Linked DNA regions of Gossypium hirsutum: region 2 is linked to region 1. A link is a contact called in public Hi-C data. All regions are on one chromosome and are shown on one strand. Each heading gives the region's core, a stretch centred on a gene start, on an enhancer-like site or on the middle of the called end of the contact. The rest is flanking DNA. Distances are from core to core; before and after follow the strand shown. Region 1 holds the start of LOC107900685. Region 2 holds the start of LOC107900678 (cyclin-dependent kinase F-4).

Region 1 (2,617 bases), core at 71-2,570:
AACTAACAAAATTGGCTAAATAGACCCATTGACGTGATCGTTAGCAGACGCCACATCAGCACCGTTTGCTAACATGACAATACCACATCATTACTTATCGTTGATGTGATAGTGCCACATTAGAAAAAATAAAAAAATTTTAAAAAATAAAGAATATTTTAAAATTATTTTAAATAATACACAATGAATCTAGACAAATGGTTGTTCAAGTTCATTTGAAAATGGACACCCATATGTCTAGATTCTTTTTAGAATTATAAAAAAAAATTAAAAAAAACTTATAAAATTAAAAAAAATAAAATCTTATTAGAAATTAATTAAAAAATAATTTTTTTATAAAGTTTATAAAAAATAAACTATTAAAAATCACAAAAAAATTAGAAAAAATCATTTATAAATTGTTATAAATTAATTAAAACATAAAATTATATAAAAAATAATTTATTTTTCATAAAGTTTTACAAAAATTATTTTCTCATTTATATTAAATAACTTATATCCAAGTATATCAAACATTGATATTTTTTCTCTCATGTAAACTATTAAAAGTTCTTCTAAAATGTTAGGCCTTATTAATCATCAATGGCTTTTTTAATTAATGATCAATAGCTATACTATAATAAAAATAAGAAAAATATTTTTTTGTAAAATTTTATAAAACATTTAATTCATTTTAATAAGTTTTGTGGTTTTTAATTAATTTCTAACCATTTTGATTAAATATACATTATTAAATTTTTTATAGTTTTTAATAAATTTATTTTTTTATAAATTTGATAAAATTTTATAATTTTTAATTAATTTATAATAATTGTTATAAATGTTCATGATTTTTTTTATAGTTTTTTATGTTTTTTATAATTTCAAAATGAATCTGGACACCAATTTGTCTAAATTCATCGTGAACTTATTTTAAAAAATAATTTTAAGTGTTTTTTATTATTTGAAAATTTTTATTTTTGCACTGCCGTGTCAACCTTTAGTGATGATGTGGAACTGATATGTTAACGGCTAGTGATGATGTGTCACTACCACGTTGGTAAATGGTGATGATGTGGGCGTCTATTAATTGACCATATTATCATTTCCGTTAACAAGTAACTGTCAATATTAGTCGAAGATCTTATTCGATCAATTTTACTAGTTCAAGACTTAACTAGGTGTACAAGGCCTTACTTAAATTTTTTTTGAAAAAATTTGAAGGCCCATTAACCTAAAAGTATTGAACGCTTGAAAAACTACAGCAGGCTTGATTTGATAATTAGAAGGGGAGAGTGGAAAATCATATAATCGATAGGCCCATAAAGAGTGGGTGGGGCAGCCCGATCCGGCAATCCCAAGTCCCGAATCTGGTACTAGATATTAGAAAATTTGGGAATGGAAGTAGAAGAGGACGACGAAATCTGATACTCCTATTTTGGTAATACAACGAATTTATTGAAGGAAGAAAATAGCGAGTGATAGGATGGATGGAATCGGAGAGGAGGGGGGAGGAATAAGGCTGAGAAAGAAGTTCCCCGATGACAACAAGCCTGGCTCTTCCGCCGAAGTTGACTACAAGACAAAAGCCGGCACTGCTTGGAGCCATTCCTATCTCAACCAGAAACCATGGCATCCCCTCTCCTACCCTAACCAACGCCGCAAATGGATCGCTGAGCAGACCCATGCCCAGCGCGTGCGCCGTGCCGACGAAGTCGCTCGCGAGGTTGGTCTTTCTTTTTATTTATTATTCTACCACTCTCTCTCTCTCTCTCTCTCTCTCTCTCTCTCACTTGCCCTAGCACTAAGCATTCTATCTTATACTTTGATGCAGTATGCCCAAGAGCAAGAATTCTTTCGCCAGACGGCTCTAATTTCCAAAAAAGAGAAGGAAAAGGTTTTGAATATGATCCTATCTAAGTGGTTGCCCTTGATTTCTATCTTCATTCTTTTGTGGACTAAATTACCCGAAAACCCTTATTGAATTCCTAGGTGGAGATGATGAAAGCTGTTAGCTTTATGTATGTTCGTCCGCCTGGTTATAATGCTGAAAGTGCCAAAGCGGCCGAGATTGCTGATGAGAGGAAAAAAACTGATCATAACAACGTATCCGATGATCATTCTACCGATGTGCCTTCCACAGCAATGTAATTTTGATTTGAATATAAAACTTTTCATGTGTTTTCCTTGCTTTATTTTAAGCTTATTTTCATATTTGTGAAATGGCTTTCTCAATTTATTAGCTTCATCTTGCAGGCAGCCGGAATCTTTGCCCGGTGGAGTTGCTACTACTAAAGAGAAACGGAAATCAAGACCTAAAGATGTTTTTGGACGTTCTTTACCGACAGAGGAAGAGTTTGAAGTTCTTAAAAATGCTCCACGGTATGTATCAATAGTAGCTTCTGCAATATTAACCAATGGTAAATTGAATATACCTGCATGCACTACCGCACAATCTTGGCTAGTAAACCAAAGAAAATATGATCTACTATGGAGAAAAGCAGACAATTTGATTTGATTTGATTTGATTTGATTTCTATTGCTGAAATAAGCTATTTGATTATTTATTTCCATGGTCACGCTGTGCAAATGAATTTAATTATTGTACTGAGCAATGAAACTGGCTTACTCACATGAG
Region 2 (2,617 bases), core at 62-2,561, 140 kb before region 1:
AACTAAGAACTACTAATGCTAACGCTTAGTAAGCAACTTCCACTCAATTACTACAAGCCCTGTGATAATAGAAGAGAAAAAAACAAAATATGATAAAGGTTAGGAAAGGAATAGGTCGTTGATGGATTGAGAAAAGATAAATATGAGAATATATAGTGTACCTGGAAGGTGTTTTCTCATGACTGGATGTTGTATCAACAATGCACTGCCAATTGAAACATTCAGAACCTACCTATCATATTCTTTTGTCAAACAGAGAATAAAAAACGCTTACTTACACAAGTGTGCTAAAGATCCAGCACCTATCTTAGAAAACAAAATTCATTGCGGCTCCGTGTTGAGTATTAAGAGGAGACTGGGCACTAAGTGCAATTGACAAAAGAAACCAAAAGAGAATCTCCATGGACAATAAACCGCCAGTCAAGTACTTCTTGGAATAAAAAAACCCGGAAAAGGTTGCAATTTGACCAGAAGCAGGCTTTCTCCATGTCTTGAAAGGAAAGCTAAATCCCTTTAAATCCAAGTCCGGTGCAATCTAACATTAAAATAACATCGATGGAAACTTGAGTCAACAGAGATCCTAATTTAAGCATACGGCATCAAAAAATGCCCAAAAAGTGGAGTAGTATATACATCTTAGAAAGCGAAACCTCATAAAGGAGTAAAGGCTATATCAAATTCAAGCAATATTCAAGCAATAATGCATAACTAGCAGCGAGCAATCATATCATTAAAAAAATTTCAATGCCTGATTATAAATAAAAAGAATTCCTATTCCCTGTATATGAACCAAACAAATAGGATATGAGACAAACACGCCAAATAGAAACAGGAACAGAACATTTTACGAAAAAAAATTACTAAATACTACAGAAATTTCGTGACAAAAATAAAAAGAGCAAAACCTAATAGATTAAATTACCAAAAACGCAAAACAAAAATAACAGACAATAGATCCATTTGAATTGAAAAAAACTCTTAATCTAATCCTAACCAAAAAGAAAACACAGAGCAGAGAAAAGAAGAAATTAAATCGGATGAGATCAGATCCATGTGAAAATAAACGGAATTAGATACCTGGAAACCAACCGGCATAAGCACCGTCGGCGAGGACGGGAAGAGGTGGAATCCAGAGCTTCGAAATTTGTGTGTGTGTCAGAAAAGAATTAGATAAGGAAAAACGATTTGCATGCGTGTTTGGGGGAAAAAATAAAAGGTGGAATACCTAATTTATTGTGATATGTTTGGGTGGGAGAGACTTGAGAATCGGGGAGTCCCTCTCGTGTGAACCAAGAAACCGCTTTATTTTAGCGGTTATTTTTAAGGTGTTATTATTTCCATCCATTTATAGTGACCCGATTGGCCCGGTCGGTCGATCACTTTCAAGCTTTATTCTATTCTTATGTTACGGTGGGTGTCGGATGCCGTCATCATTTTCTAATCTCTTCTTGATTGGGATTTGGGACAACTAACGTCCACGACTCCTACGCCTATTCCTTCTCTTCTTTCCATAATATTAATCAATTTATTTCCGTCTTTTTTTCCTTAACTAATCATCTAATTGTCATTAGGAAATTTCAAATGAAAACTAATACTCTATAATTATAAATACAAAGAAAATTCAAATTTTGACTTTTTAAAAAAAAAAGAAAAGTAAAATTTGTAATAGGTAATATACACCGTTCTTATCATATCTATTCATTTTAATATAATATCTAGAATTATCTATAGTATTTTATAATTCTTAAATAGGAGGACAATACATTTCAACGTACTCGAACTCATATCCTCCTGCACTAACAATATATCAATGTCAATCAAACTAAGACTCAATTCGTTAAATTTAAATTTTAAAATCGACCATATAATAATTAAAATATGTTATAATTTATGGTGTAAGAACCATAAGTGTGAGTGTCTCTGTAATCTATGTTTACTTTTTTAAACAGAAAAAAAATTTAAAATAACTTATTAAATGAAAAATATATATTGTACAAGAAAACATTAATAGCCTAACTTTTTAATCTAATTAATTGATATTAACGTTAAATGCTATCAAAATAGGTGATAAATAAATTAAATTTAAATTAATATTTTTTAAATGTATATATAAAATATCTAAATTTTATAAAAATATATTATATAAATCCGTTAGTTGGTAATTATATTTATAATCTAAATATAATAGGAATTTTTATTTTATTTATTTCTTACCATATTTTATAATCAAATATACAGTAATTAATAATTATTGCATATTTTACACGATCATATTGTAACTTCGAAATAATACGAAAAGGGGTGTACTTCATAACAACAAATAAAAATGTTAATTTATTGCACAAATAATAATACCACTCGTCACAAAAAGAATATTTCACTAGTTAATTGAAAATTTTACTTTAAATAATATATATGATTGTAATCTAAAATCGGTCCACTGACTTGAGTTTAAGTTAAAATTTACTTTAAAATATAAAAAAATAATTATGAAATATTTTTATTACATTGATATTAATAAATAATAATATATGTTTTTGGCGCATATATATAATATCTATACTATTAATAAAGCCTTTAACGGACTTGATTAAGAAACTATGGAAATGTCTTTATG

What was found. A called contact is a pair of places that touch in the nucleus more often than the background predicts.
Region 2: a contact with region 1 is called in a Hi-C map of leaf, with 2.4 times the contacts expected there. The contact joins the promoter of LOC107900678 here to the promoter of LOC107900685 in region 1. A contact is called at or near these places in 9 of 34 Hi-C or Micro-C datasets (callus, leaf and petal).

Annotation. Positions count from the first base shown.
Region 1 is chrD08:54,996,881-54,999,497 of Gossypium_hirsutum_v2.1, reverse strand. It overlaps LOC107900685, which reads left to right and starts at 1,320. Exons shown (of 7, transcript XM_016826368.2): 1 at 1,320-1,705; 2 at 1,814-1,876; 3 at 1,972-2,126; 4 at 2,236-2,361. The coding sequence starts at 1,466.
Region 2 is chrD08:55,141,524-55,144,140 of Gossypium_hirsutum_v2.1, reverse strand. LOC107900678 (cyclin-dependent kinase F-4) reads right to left here and starts at 1,311. Exons shown (of 20, transcript XM_041098426.1): 1 at 1,226-1,311; 2 at 1,078-1,135; 3 at 279-535; 4 at 162-205; 5 at 1-59.